Regions from separate parts of the Mus musculus genome. Here regions 2 and 3 are each linked to region 1. A link is a contact called in public HiChIP or PLAC-seq data. All regions are on one chromosome and are shown on one strand. The core of a region is the stretch at or near the end of the contact, and the rest is flanking DNA. Distances in the headings are between cores, read along the strand shown.

Region 1 (2,700 bases), core at 91-2,590:
AGTGCTTCCTACCTCTCCGTACAAACTGTGGTTTCATCCGTTACAGGTCTTTTCCCTATGGTAGTTCCATGTGGGGAAAAAAAAAAAAACATCTTTTAATACATGGTCCTGTGCAGATAGGTGAGCAGGGACTGACCGGCACACACACTCACTAACTTTGGCCCGCATGAGTTTAGGAATCAGATAAATGTTTCACTCCTGCTCAGGAAGTAGCTGGGTCATGAAATCAGATATGGGAGGATGTTGGTCCATGGGAGGGCCCTCACAATAGGGACTGTGAGGAGTGGGGGAGACGGGCTTGCAAGTCTGCCCTGGGGGTTGGTGTGCAAATATGGACAGCCAGAGGAAGTCTTGGCCTCCAGGTGTGAAAAATGTCCCTCTTGGAGATCAAGAGTTCAGCCAAAGTTTGTTGAGTTGCTCTGTGAATTTTAAAGAGTAAAAAGTGACCTGGGGAACATTTCTGATGAACTTTCCTTAATGTGGTTATCCCGTGGTTAAAATTATAACAGTTTCTGGGAGTGAGCCTAACGAGTCAACACACTGAATTCAGAAAATGTCTCCTGATTGCCAGAGAGTGGGCTCTGTTTTGCCTAACCCCATGCTTTGCTCGAGGTAGGTTCGTAGCAAATGCTAGCTGAATGCCCTGAAACACACAAATGAGTAGTTGGGGGACAATCCATTCTTCTTGGGCCTCTGAACCTAGAATCAGAAAGCAGGAAGCAAACCCCAGAGCAGACAGGGCTTTACCACACACGGGTCTTGTGATCTGCACTCCGTGACCTTCAGCTGCTGTGGCTGCGGATGGGATAATACATCGCCTTAATAAGCAGTTTGGAAGAGCAAGGGCGATTTCGTATCTGAAAGCCCTCTGTGATTGACAATAGGCTGTTGTACAGATCTAAGATAATCAGAAAGGATTCCAAGCCCAGTTCTCCTCCACCTTTAGCTGTGCGATCTTGCTCAAGATAGTTAACCCACCCAGACTTCTCATCTGCACACAAAAGGGACGTGAGGCCTATGCACTTGAAAGAGCCAAGATGACCTTTCTCCTCCTGTTATTTTCTTTCCCCTGGGATGTCATTCTCTGTGTTTTCTAAACAGACTAGTACATTAACTAGGTGATATGTGAGCCCTTGATGTGCCTGTGATTATTATTATTTAATGACACTCATTAAAGCAGGCTGACTTCTGATTGGCCATAGATCTCACTCACACACACACACACACACACACACACACACACACACACAGCAGCTGCGGTGGCCTCTCAGGACTGCTTCCTTATCAGGACCCTGCCACCCAGGTGTTTCCTCATCTTAGAATCCACCCTCTAGGTTTCCTCAAATTGTGTCTTTCAGATGGTACCCACCCTGACCTGGTGAGTGACAGGAAGTACTTCAGAGTGATGGCCCCAGCCACCTCTCAGGAAAAACACAGTGACCTCCCACACCCAACCTCCACTTTCAGGGCCTCTGATAGAAGCAGAAGCTTCCAGAAACAGCCATGAGTCCCATATATTGTCTCTAAGACCTGTCTGTCTAAAATAGGAAGGTTGATTTTTGGCTTTGATTTTTATTTTCTTTTTAAGACAAGTTCTCATATAGCCCAGGCTGGCCCTGAGTCAAGGATAGCCCAACTGTGATGTTCCTACCACCACAATACTGGGATTACAGGCTTGTGCCATTCAAGCCCAGTGTGTGTGGTGGTAGAGAACAAACCCATGGTTTCCTGCATGCTAGGTAAGCACTCCACCTACTGAGCTACATCCCCAGCCCCTGGTGTGTGTGTGTGTGTGTGTGTGTGTGTGTGTGTGTGTGTGTGCGCGCGTGCGCACGCATGTGTACATATTTTTAAAACTCCTAAATAGTGTGCTGACTTACACCACTCATGCATGCTCTTTATTATGCACCCTCAGTCTCCTTTGGAAGATGTCACACTACACTTTCAGAGACATTATAGAAGGTTTGTCTGTCAGTGCCAGGTCAAAGCCCCACAGGTTAGGGTCCCAGAGAGGATCACACCAAGAGTCCCAGTACCTCCCTCTCACTTCTATGGACGTGCTGGGACCTCACATCCCAAAGTCCTGGGACCAAGTCTCCTGGCCTTATCTTTTCTTTTCACTGAGCCTCCATGCTTGTGTCCACCATGTGGACAGCTTTTAAGCCCCTCTCACAAAGCCTGGTGCTTGAGACAAAGTTAGCCAGGTTCTGCTCTTTGTCCACATTTCAACAACTCTTCTGCCTGATATTAAAAATAGCTTTGTCTGGTCGAGTGAGATCAGGCCAGGAGACAGGCGCCTGCTGTTCTAATCTCAGCCTCACAAATAGCTCTTGATGCGCTTGAGTTTCCCTCAGCACCTTCAGGGGCTCCGACTGCAACAGGGGCCTGCTTAGTTACCTCTGAAGGTGAGATTCCTCTATGCTGCTCCTGAGGTCCACAAGAGGCCTGTGCACGTGCACACACACACACACACACACACACACACACACACACACACACACACATTCCTGTTACGGACCTTTTTGGTGCCTCAGAACTAAGCCGCCATTGAGAGCATTCACCACACTCCGGGTATCCTATATTTCCCAGGCCAGAACCTACAAAAGCGTCCCTTGAGAGTTAAACTCAAACATCTATAGTAAACAGGCTGCCCCTCCCTGTCTGCCCCCTCCTCCATTCCCCACCCCTAATTCCACCTCC
Region 2 (2,700 bases), core at 107-2,606, 300 kb before region 1:
AAGTGCAATGTGAAAAATCCATAGCAAGAGGATAGAAATACATCTGGGGACAAGGGACATCTCATGTAAACATCCTGGCTTATTTTAAATGAGCATGGATTTTTTTTTTTAATGTGCTTCAGGTTTCTTTAAATAGTTCAGTTTTTGCTTTTTTTTTTTTTTTTTTTTTTTGCTAGTATGTGTGTGTGTGTGTGTGTGTGTGTATTTCCATTCCCATTCGTGTGCATGAATTCACTCTAATAAGGGAATTCATTATTAATTAGAGATTCTCCTCAGGGCTGGAAAGATGGTTCAGCAGATAAGAACACTTGCTGTGCAGGCATGAGGGCCTGAATTCAGATCTCCACCATCCACATAAAAACCCAGGCATGGCCACACCTGCCTGTAACATGGCACTACAGTGGGTCCCTAGGGCTCACAGCTTAACTCCAGATTCAATGTAAAATTCCAGCCTCTGTGGAAAAGCAGGACACCTAATGTCACCCTCTGGCTCACCCACACACTGCATGGATATGCACACCTGCACACACAACTTCTTCTCACAGGTTGAGAGACTTAGTTTCAGGTCATCCTTCAGGACTGTCCCCCTCCAATAGAAAGTACCAGGGAGAAAGCAGTACTCCTGGCTCAGGGGCTCCAGTGATCTCCTGGGTGGTGTTGCCAGCTGAACCCATGAGAGGAGATTGCTTCTTTCTACTCAGACACTGGGACTATTCCTGCTATTTTTTTTTCCTTAGCTATATTTAAAGATATTGACGCATGTCACTGCAAGCACAGCCCAGAAGAAGCCCTACATAGTTGGGATAGTTTGGTTGCCAAATGGGACAGTGTTCAGATTGACCTTTTCTAAGAGGGAGCCTCCTCACCCTGATTCCAGACAGTTTCTCCATGGTAACCCTCTTAGATGACACCTGCATTCACCCAGGACAGTCCCAAGTCATCGCTGCTGTCCCCTTATGACTCAAATGAGCCCATCTCTATCTCACAAGTATCCCGACTGGATAATAACTTACACGACCATTCCAAGACTCTGGGAAAGTCTAAGTATTCTCTCCCCATACAAAAATCAGCGGGGCTGTTTGAATGATTTGTGCTGGTGCATACCAGGCTTTATCCTAGTGGTGAGCTCACCCCGCCTCTGCTCCACCTGCTGCTAGGGGAGGTTAATCCACCTCTAAATCTTGCATTCCAAAGGTGCTGATTACTCTACCATAGCAGATGGCTTCTGCTTCCCTTTGCTCAGTCTCCCCAGGAATGAGTGTTACTGGGGCTTGAGTCGGGCTGAGCATGTGATATGAGCAAACACTGGACAGCAATCCATCCCCCTTCTCTTCTAGCTGAGAGAGCCCAGAGACGACAATTTCTCCATGACCTAAGCAAAGTGGCCTGGTCCGCTAGCAGGTCACTGGGCTGTGAGCAGATGGTATTGGGTGAGACAGTTGTTACATGGCTTTATGCCTCAGATCCTTTCCTTGTAAATCTGAAAGACTAATAGCTTCCAAGTATTTTGAGAATCTTGTAACTCAGAAGGTTATAAATAACATAAGCTATTTCTTTCTCATCTAAAATGGCAGTCCAGTATGGTTGCTTAATAGTTAGCGTGTGGTTCCTGGGCCAGTCTGTACAGCTGATGGTGTTTTTCCAGTACTCTATTTATAGAGCTAGGTCAGAAATGTCACTTCCGTTGGAACTTGACCTACAGACGATTGTCAGTTCTAGAGACCCAAGGAAGCAGAGAGCACACTAAATACAGCTGGTTCACAGGTTCAGTTAGCGAACTGCAAGCCCCCCAAGGAAATTGTGTTGGAGAATAGATGTTTGAGCCTTCCCAATCTCTCTGTTTGATATGTTGGCCCTGTGGCTCCATGGAACTCGAAGGTCACCTTGAATCTTCGTTTTTTAAAACTCCTGTTCCGGGCAGTGTCCCGTTCATCTTCAACTGCGGCTGTCTTTCTACATCAGACACAGTGAAGATTCTTGAGACCCAGCTAGGCAGTGTTGACTATGTGGAAAGCTGGGGGGGGGGGGGATCTGAATGTTTCCCCTACTTCATCTTTCTACTGGGGTAACCCAGATTCTCCGCGCATTTCCCTAGATCAAATGGGTGAGCCCATGGAAAATGTCTGCCACAGGTCAGTGGCTCCCTGGCCTGGTCTGGTACAGGAGAATTGGAATCAAATGGATGGTGATCCCCATCTGGTCCCAGTCAACCACTCAGACTCTGGAGTTTAAAAGCTTTGTTGATTGGGAATTGTGTTTGCTAGAAGTTGGTCCTCGTGGGTTGTAGTAGGTAGAACAGACAAAGAAAAAGGCCTGGTCTGGGGAGAAACCTGTTGTCGGCAAAGGGGCCGCACACTTGCACTGTCTTTAGGTATGTATACATGGTTGCTGAGCAGGGCCTGGCAGTTAAAGGCAGTATGGAAGCACTGTGCACTCAGGCTTCCTAGAAAAGACAAGGTCCCAAATAAGAAGCCAATTTTTTTGCTGTCAAAATATCATAGACTCTGGATTTTTTTTTGTTTGTTTATTGTTTATTGGTTTTGGGTTTTGTTTTGTTTTGTCTTTGTTTTTGTTTGTAAGTATACCCAAGGACATTTGAAGTCACTTTGAACAACTCCTTCTGACCATGGGTGAAGCTACTGAGGATTGGGGAAAGTCAGCCCTGTGGCTCACTCCTGGGTGCTTTGTTATGGCTGCTCC
Region 3 (2,700 bases), core at 98-2,597, 510 kb before region 1:
ATCATTAACCAAAAGAAGAAGAAGAAGAAAAGCTCCAGGCTTGCTTACAGACCAGTTTTACAGAGGCGCTTTCTCAGTTGAGGTTCCTCTTCTCAGATGTTTATGCCAAGTTAACCAAAGCCTACCAACACAGTCACATACACTATTTACTATTTGCAAGGCATCACAGGCAGTGAACTGCAGAGCTGGAGTGCACAACCAGAAAGGGTGGCTCCGTGACCCCTACAGTCTATTTCGTCTCTAAGTAGCCCTTTAGAGGCCCAGGTTTGTGAGCAAGTGCCTAGTGATACCCATCATGGAGGTTGGTGAGGCTTCCACGGAGTTAAACTTTATCACAGGGCACAGATGAAGAATATGGGAGCCTATTTGTCCTAGGCTAGGCAGCTGTGCTGGCCACCATGGAATGTAGGAGCTTGCTGGTGACCACAGTGATGCTTCTCCATACAAGCTGCGGCATGTAGGGGGAAATAGGAGGGTAAGAAACACTAATGCCCCTCAACAGGGTGAGTGAAGAAAGGGGAACAGACAGCAAGACGCCATTGTTTTGCACTTGGGTGAGCACACTGCTGCTGAAAGAGAAGAGCCAGGGCCTCTCCAGAGAGCCATGAGAACGACTGGATTTGAGGGTGGGTCTCAGTCTTGACCCTGTGCCACAGCAAGCAAAATGAACAACTCCTTGAGCCAAGATAATCAACATGAAAGTGTGTTTATACAGACGAACAGTGGGATTTCTCCAGGATTCGGGGAGGTAATCCCTGGGTTCAACACTCTATGAATAGCATACCATGTTCCTAAGCTGAGAAATTACTGTGAGCTTTTTATGAGAATGGATTGTGGGAATCATCTAGGTGAAATGTACCCGGCTTCACCTTGAGTCCAAGGCCCACTAATGCACTCCAGGTGTGCAGGCTGCCCAGACTCTGTTTGGAAGCTCAAAGAAGAACTCCCAACCCTACAGGGAGGCTTTGAAGAATACCAAGGACCTTTCTATCTCTCCTAGTGTTTTGTATTCTTTCAGCCCACATTTGGTAATTGGAGATATTCATGGTGTTAAAGCCGGACTTGTTCCTTCTTAGCCTGCCCCTTCAACAGTGAAATCTTAAGCCTGTGGCTTCAATTGTGCTGTGCGCGGTAGTGATCTCGCCCCAGTGTCCCTGGGATGTAAGAGGAGAGCGGTTGAAATACTAGAAAGGGGGTTATAGGAAATCATCCAGCAACAATTTTCCATGTCTATAGACGCTTTCATTTGAGGGCAAGAGAAGCTGGAGGGGTACCTACAAAAGGAGTGGGTGCGCAATTTAAAATGCTTTGGTTATAGGCTAAGAACTAAAGATCAAAGGGCTGGGTCCTCAGAATTACATAGTGAGTCACTGGAAAAACTGAGTAGAAGTTGGGCATCCTGTTCTTCAGTCTTATATGGCTACTAAGTGCAATTGACTTTTAAGCAGTACCTGTATTTTTTTTTCTCTTAGACCCTATCCCATCCAAAGGAATATAATTATGTGTGCATTATAGATTGCCAAGCCCTAGAGCACCATGAAGTACTTTGCCATGATAATATGGTGGCTGAGGTGAAAAGGTAATGAGAAGCCACACATCTGATGTGTGGTCCCTGTAATCCCAGGGGACCGTGGCCTTCTGTACAACCACTGTACTGGCCATCTCATGGATTCAATTTACAGGTTCTTTAAAGAGAGAATATGCCCAAAGCTAACTCGACAGTGATGGGGTGCATAGGCAACTGACTTTTACAACTTTGTCTGCTGTATGCCCTTCTTTCAGTTTGTTGCCTACTAGTTTACACCAACTTTATGTCAAACTATAGTGAGTGGTTTAACATATGATAGGCAAATATGTTTGCAGAGTTAAGGGTCACTAGATTTGCTTGAATGGAGGATATGAAAGTCCTGTAAATGTTTTAATGGTCTATCCAATCTGATTTTTTTTTTAAAGTATGTCCTCTGAACATATATTAGTTTCTTTCTTTCTTTTTTTTTTCTTTTTTTTTAAATAATAACAGGTAGACTGCTTTGAAGCTAGGTGACCCAAAATGAAGGTGGCTAAATCACACATGCTAGTGTGTGTGTGTGTGTGTGTGTGTAGTAAAAGATAGACAAAGACATCTTTAATCTTCTCACTCTGTGCTGAAAGGCGAAAGGGACCTGTTCTACAGAAACAGTCCTCAGGCAGCTTCCCCACATGCACTGGAAGAGCTCATCTTCTGGAGCAAGCAAGCTTTCTTTCTCAGCCATGGACTTAGTGACTACATTTACAGAGGTAAGACAGGGCAGGAAGCACTGGGAACAGTCAGGAAGTGTGTTGAGGTCAGGAAAATGTCATAGCTTTCCTGGGGTGTGTGCAAATATCCAGATGGCAGGGCTATCACAGATATTATCTCTGAGCTGGCTAGATTAGGATTTAATGCAGCCCTACTAGTTTTCAGATGAGTAACTTTAATCATTTAATTTATCAACCTCAGCTACCTCTTTTAAAATATATATAGGAAGGTATTAACTACACAGGTTTATTTTGAAGATGAAGTAGAAGCACGGATGCCATGCCAGCTTTGCTTTCTCTCTCTCCTCTCATTCCCTCTTTTTGTCCCCCCTCTCCTTCCTTCCTCTTCCTCTTCCTTTCTTCCTCCTTCTATCACTCCCTTTCTTCATACAGAATTATATGCTATAATTTGTTTTATTTATG

The links. HiChIP or PLAC-seq counts read pairs in DNA pulled down with a chosen protein or histone mark.
Region 2: an H3K27ac HiChIP or PLAC-seq map of microglia shows a contact between it and region 1, with 6 times the contacts expected there. The contact joins two enhancer-like sites. A contact is called at or near these places in 2 of 484 Hi-C or Micro-C datasets (the MNK3 cell line and bone marrow-derived dendritic cells) and 3 of 115 datasets of contacts at active chromatin or transcription factors (astrocytes, large pre-B cells and microglia).
Region 3: a contact with region 1 is called in an H3K27ac HiChIP or PLAC-seq map of regulatory T cells, with 5 times the contacts expected there. The contact joins two enhancer-like sites. A contact is called at or near these places in 1 of 484 Hi-C or Micro-C datasets (bone marrow-derived macrophages) and 3 of 115 datasets of contacts at active chromatin or transcription factors (astrocytes, differentiating embryonic stem cells and regulatory T cells).

Annotation. Positions count from the first base shown.
Region 1 is chr12:80,059,726-80,062,425 of GRCm38.p6, forward strand. The region is part of intron 3 of Gm36660 (a long non-coding RNA gene); the gene reads right to left. Among named protein-coding and RNA genes, the nearest start is that of Gm36660, 25 kb to the right of the region's middle. RefSeq lists an enhancer at 240-2,700. Within about 2 kb of position 1,341, at least 200 of the 459 cell types and tissues checked have an H3K27ac peak or open chromatin away from gene starts, as enhancers often do. A contact at or near this core is called in microglia and regulatory T cells, where this site is marked.
Region 2 is chr12:79,758,100-79,760,799 of GRCm38.p6, forward strand. The region is part of intron 8 of Rad51b (RAD51 paralog B); the gene reads left to right. Among named protein-coding and RNA genes, the nearest start is that of Gm36048, 39 kb to the right of the region's middle. Within about 2 kb of position 1,357, at least 29 of the 459 cell types and tissues checked have an H3K27ac peak or open chromatin away from gene starts, as enhancers often do. A contact at or near this core is called in microglia, where this site is marked.
Region 3 is chr12:79,549,159-79,551,858 of GRCm38.p6, forward strand. All of the region lies in intron 7 of Rad51b (RAD51 paralog B), which reads left to right. Among named protein-coding and RNA genes, the nearest start is that of Gm36048, 250 kb to the right of the region's middle. Within about 2 kb of position 1,348, at least 26 of the 459 cell types and tissues checked have an H3K27ac peak or open chromatin away from gene starts, as enhancers often do. A contact at or near this core is called in regulatory T cells, where this site is marked.